2 separate regions of the Sus scrofa genome follow, and region 2 is linked to region 1. The links are chromatin contacts, called in public HiChIP or PLAC-seq maps. All regions are on one chromosome and are shown on one strand. Each heading gives the region's core, a stretch centred on a gene start, on an enhancer-like site or on the middle of the called end of the contact. The rest is flanking DNA. Distances are from core to core; before and after follow the strand shown. Region 1 overlaps TGFB2 (transforming growth factor beta-2). Region 2 overlaps LOC102164422.

Region 1 (2,924 bases), core at 344-2,843:
CGATGGTTCCAAAAAACCTCCACATATCAGGAAGTCCAGCGTGGCACAGAGAAAATACCAAGTGATTAATTATTAAGTTTTCTTTCTAATATCTGGGTCAGATTTTCACCTGCTCTCTCGTACCTTCGCTGGAGAAAAACACTATCTGGAAAGAGCACGCTGCAGTGCCTTGGAGCTGCGTCTGGCTGAGACTGTAGCATTTACATCCCCCTGTTGGCCAGACCCTAACCCCATGGAATGTCTCAGAACAGGGTTCAGGCCATGAAGAGGTCAGCAGTGCTTCGACCAATCACCACCTCGGTGAATTCCGTGTTATACACCGACACAGACATGGTCAGTTACATGGCGCTCACACATCATACATTCATTTTGAAACACCCCTTCGGAGCCACAGCTGCGTGTTCTCACCCCCACGTGCAACCTGCAGACCAGCAGCCACACCCCGCCCCCGTGGGAGCATTCACCTGCTCGCACGCTCACGTGGCGGATGGTGAGCAGGGCATATGCAGGGCAGACATCTGATCTACCGGAAGATGTGTAAGCATCTGGGGACACAGCAAACGCAGGGTGAGAACTCAGCCATGCTGTGGATTCAGGGTCTCACCCTGGAGGGACCACGGGATCAGACGATGGCCCTGCTGGATCCAAATCCTTCCTGCTGAAGGACTTTGAGTAAACAGATGGGCAGAAGGGGACATCCGAGCCTCAGCCTAGTGAGGTCAGACTCACCTGCGCTGCCTCTTAAAGGCTCAGACTCTTTGGTGCCCCTCACCCACCCCCACCCCAGTGATTCTGCCTCTGCAGGTGTGAGAAAGGCTGGAAATCTGCTTTCTGTGACCCTTTGGGACATACACATGCAGGCCATCCTTTGAGAAGCCCATGGTTAAATCTGTTTTGTTTTTAGGGCCGCACCTGTGGCATATGGAGGTTTCTGGGCTGGGGTCAAATTGGAGCTGCAGCTGCAGCCTACACCACAGCCATGGCAACACCTGATCTGAGCCACATCAGCAATCTACGCTGCAGCTTCCAGTAACACTGGATCCTTAACCCACAGATGGAGGCCAGAGATGGAACCTGTATCCTCCCGGACACTAGTTGTGTTCTTAACCCTCTGAGCCAGAACGGGAACTCCCAATCTTTACATTTTAATCAAGCTCATTGAAAGCATCACACTCAGTAAATACTCACAAAACAAACAAACGAAGCTGAGGTCACCTTCGTGACTTTCAACCCATTTCCTTCAGAGACTTCTTTCCCGCTGCCCTTCTGGATTCTTACAGCTTAGATGACATCTGGACTCTCACACCCAACCTGCCCCTAACCTCCATCTGGGGGGACAGCGAACGGAAAGGAAGAGAAATGACGCTGCAGCCACGTGGGCTGCGAGGAGCAGGGACCCTTTCTTCCTCCGGGGACTTTACATCTAGCGTTGGCGCTGCCAGTCCCAGCATCAGTGTCAGGACACGCCGTGATCACTCCAGCCAGGGTGGAGACGGAGCGAGGAAAGCCAGAGGCGCCACGGGCCCCGCGCACTCGCTGCGGCCGCTCCTGACATCTCCCTGGAGTGGAGAGGCGGTTCACGCAAGGTGACAGGGACGGCCCTGGAGCTGCTTGGCACAGGCCGGCCTCCACTTAACGAGTGTTCAGAATCACACTCAGCATGGAGAAATTTCACCCTGACCCTGGATGTCTGCCCCTGGCACCCGCTCACTTACATTTTTACTCAATTACTATTTCTAAGAACAGAGACCAAAAAAAAAAAAAAAAAGAAAGAAAGAAAAGAAAAAAATTGCAGAGCCCCACTGCTCAGCAGTCTTGCCTGGAAGGTCTGGAAGGGTCGGCGGGGTTTTCTCCCAGGCGGGAAGCTGGGTGGGGCGCGAGAGCCTCCCACCGTCCGGGAAGCCGTGCACTGGCTCCTCTTCCTCACCCTCCCGGGCCCTCCTGGTTTTCCCAGGCTCGGGAGGAGCAGGGTGGGTTCCCAGTGTTTTCTCACCAAAGAAAGAGGGAAACGCACAGCCATTCAACGACCGGCAGTAACCCCAAGTGGGAAGGCGTGTCGGGGGGCCCAGAGCTGGGGGAGGCCGCCCTCCCCGCCCACCGGCTTGCGAGGATGAAAGAGGAAAGGGAAATTGATCCGCCGTGTAGGAAGATTATCCAAGAGGATGCGAAAATGCGTGGGGCGGGAATCCGAAGGGAAAGCAAAAAGAAGACCAACCAAAAGAAAAAAGAAAAAAGGTTGGGGTCCCCATGGTGGAGGGTGTGGGGACCAGGCCTGAAGTCAGACTTGGGCACTGGCCCCTCTCAGGGCTCGAGGGCCAAGGCCAAGGCCAAGGCCGTTAGCGCTCCCAGCCCACCGTCTCCTGAGAAGCGGGGTGCTGCTCCTGGCCCTGCCCCGGCGCCCAGGGGGGAAGTTTAGGATGACGAGGCTTAAGCACCAGGGCCGTGGGGGCTAGTCAACAAGGGCTCTCCTTCTCTCATCCCCTGCCCTCGTCTTTTCCAAAAGGCTGGTGAGGAAAAAAAACAAAAAACAAATCACACAATTAACTCCTTGCTTTAGACAGTGAAATACAACAGAAATGTAGAGCTGGAAACCTAACTATAATCCCTCTCACAAAAGGGAGCTTTAAAAGCACAGATTAGATGCTCCACTCTTTGTTGTTGGGTTTTTTTTTTTTTTCTTTTTTTTGGTCTGTTTGTCTTTTTTAGGGCCACACCCACAGCACATGGAGGTTCCCAGGCCAGGGGTAGAATCAGAGCTGTAGCTACTGGCCTACGCCACAGCCACAGCCACACCAGATCCGAGCCGTGTCTGCGACCTACACCACAGCTCACGGCAATGCCGGATCCTTAACCCACTGAGCGAGGCCAGGGATTGAACCCACATCCTTATGGATGCCAGTTGGGTTCACTAACCACTGAGCTAT
Region 2 (2,722 bases), core at 22-2,521, 240 kb before region 1:
ATTTAGAAGCCATTTTAGTTGCATTTCCCTGAAGTTTCAATTTATATATTTTGCTTCTTTTTTTTTTTTTTTTAACCTTTTAGGGCTGCACCTGCAGCCTATGGAGGTTCCCAGGCTAGGGGTGGGATGAGAGCTGTAGCCTCCAGCCTAAGGCCACAGCAACAGCAACGTTAGATCGAGCTGTGTCTGTAACCTACACCACAGCTCACAGCAACACCGGATTCTTAACCCACTGAGCAAGGCCAGGGATCACACCTGTGTCCTCATGGTACTGGTCAGATTGTTTCCACTGAGCCATGACAGAACTCCATATTTTGCAATTTTTAAACTAAATTATTGATTGTCTTCTTGATGATTTGCAGAAGCTTTTTCTATATTAAAGAAATTAGTCCTTTGAGAAATGTTTCAAACATTTTTCTATCTCTCTCTCTTTTTTTTTTTTTTTTGTCTTTTTGCCTTTTCTGGGGCCGCTCCCACTGCTTATGGAGGTTCCCAGGCTAGGGATTGAATCGGAGCTACAGCTGCCAGCCTACACCACAGCTCACAGCAACACTGGATCCTTAACCCACTGAGCAAGGCCAGGGATCGAACCTGCAACCTCATGGTTCCTAGTTGGATTCATTAACCACTGAGCCACGATGGGATCTCCTCAAACATTTAACTCTATTTTCATCTTTCCTCTGACTTTACCTATGGCATTTTTCTATTTTTTCTCCTTTTTCTTTTTTTATGTAGTCACATCTATCAATCTTTTTTTTAAAAGCTTCTGTGTTTTGTGTCACAACCACTCCATATGTGTACATCACACCATTTATCAACCAGTTGCCTTTCCTACAACTACAAGACTCAGAGAAGACGAATCTTTAAGTCAAAACTACAAAAGGCAAAGTGTGGTTCAAAGCCCAAGATACTCACAGGGGGGGGAAAATATATATATATATATGAAATTTTAAAAACTTAAAAATAAGCAGCAGTAGTTTTTCTTGTTTTGTCTGTTGATGATCCGTGGGTGCCTTCTCTAATTCCATTTTTGGCTGGATCACTGGCCAGGTCAAAAAAGAAAAAGAGGGAGAAAAGAGGGGGAAAAAAACGCAAGCAAGAAGAAAGCAAGCCTACCTTGCCCTCTGAAGGTGTGGTGTGAACAAATGAATCAGGCAGATTTGGAGAAGGGGAGGCAGCCAGGGTCTATGGCCAGGCTCCCCTCACCTAGGCAACAGTTGGTAGGCAGCCTTTGTGGCAGTGGCTAAAATCTCTTCCAGGGCTTGGCTGGGACAGTATCTGCTGAATAACTAGGCCAGTCCTAGAGCCAAGATCCACAGCTCAGCTGCCGTTGCTGCTGCTGAAGAAGGCTCAAAACTCATTTTTTGCTGAGTCAAATCTCTCTTCGGGGATTTGGAAAACAAATGAGGCTCTGAAAAGTGGAAATTCTTCTGGATCATTCTTTGGGAAACAATGCAGTGAGTCTCTTTGTTATTTATTTTTTCTTAAATAATAAATTCAGTCAAAGGTAAAGACCCCACTTTCCTGAGGGATCTGGGACCAACTTACCCTGGAAGAAATTTCTCTACTTGTCGGCAAAAACAACAGGACCGGAGAAATGCACGATTGAGGAAAAGAAGAACACAGAGAAAGAAAAGCTATATGTTTGAATATGAAAGACAGATGCAGACAGTTTTCCATGCCAGCTAGTCTGCTGTGTATAAATAGGAGGAGCTCAAGGTAAACTACCAAGAAAATGACTCATCTGGGCAAGAATAAGGAAAGAGATCAAGTGTTCCTGAGTTATTAGTGACTTGAAACTACACCCTTGTGCAGAGAAGCTTCAAAGCTGCATTCTCTAAAATGTGACCTCTGGTGAAAGCGTGACCCCAGCCATGACGCTACGTAACCAGAGCCAGGCCATCCCAGGGAACGTTAATATGTCTAGCCCGCATACATTTTTCAAGTTTTTTTTTTTTTAAAGATGAAGAAAACAACCTTAAGCCTTTCCTAAAGTGCTCTAACGAAATTATGCCTTATTTGAAAAAGTTAATTCTCCTCTCTGCCACCTCACCACTAACTCAGCAAAAATTTGATTCCTAGTATGTGGGAAGCACCGTAATAGGCTGTCAGAGGGAATTCAAAGAGGTATGAGGAAGGAACTGGGGGGAATGGGAATAACGTATACACATTATTCTGTAAAATAGATGATTACCCAGAGCCTACTGTATAGCATGGGGACATCGACTCAATAGTTTGTAATAACCCACATGGAAAAAAGAACGGATATACTTTATATGTAAGACTGATTCACTTTGCTGTACACCTGAAACCAGTACATTGTAAGTCAACTATCCTCCAATAAAACTTAAAAACAAAAGAGATATGAGGAAGGGTTCCCTTCCTCCAAATATTTATAACGTAAAAGGCATGTGTAGGACCTGACGAAGATGAAGACAAAGATGAGAAGAAGGAGGGGGAGGGAGGAGAAGAAGAGAAAAAAGAGGAGGAACTACCGTGTGTTCCAGCAATCCCACTCCTGGCACGTAACTGGAGAAAAGCATAATTCAAAAAGATGTTTATTGTAGCACCATGTCCAATAGCCAAGACGTGGAAACAACCTGCATATCCATCGACAGAGGAATGGATAAAGATGGTGAGGTACAGATCTACAGTGCAATATTACTCAGCCATAAAAAAAGAGTGAAATAATGCCCTCTGCAGCAACATGGATGCACCTAGA

The links. HiChIP or PLAC-seq counts read pairs in DNA pulled down with a chosen protein or histone mark.
Region 2: a contact with region 1 is called in an H3K27ac HiChIP or PLAC-seq map of skeletal muscle. The contact joins two enhancer-like sites. A contact is called at or near these places in 5 of 47 Hi-C or Micro-C datasets (embryonic fibroblasts, fetal skeletal muscle and omental adipose tissue) and 1 of 2 datasets of contacts at active chromatin or transcription factors (skeletal muscle).

The regions. Positions count from the first base shown.
Region 1 is chr10:8,323,605-8,326,528 of Sscrofa11.1, reverse strand. All of the region lies in intron 1 of TGFB2 (transforming growth factor beta-2), which reads right to left. Among named protein-coding and RNA genes, the nearest start is that of TGFB2, 19 kb to the right of the region's middle. Within about 2 kb of position 1,593, at least 5 of the 83 cell types and tissues checked have an H3K27ac peak or open chromatin away from gene starts, as enhancers often do. A contact at or near this core is called in skeletal muscle, where this site is marked.
Region 2 is chr10:8,560,895-8,563,616 of Sscrofa11.1, reverse strand. The region is part of intron 8 of LOC102164422; the gene reads left to right. Among named protein-coding and RNA genes, the nearest start is that of TGFB2, 260 kb to the right of the region's middle. Within about 2 kb of position 1,271, at least 5 of the 83 cell types and tissues checked have an H3K27ac peak or open chromatin away from gene starts, as enhancers often do. A contact at or near this core is called in skeletal muscle, where this site is marked.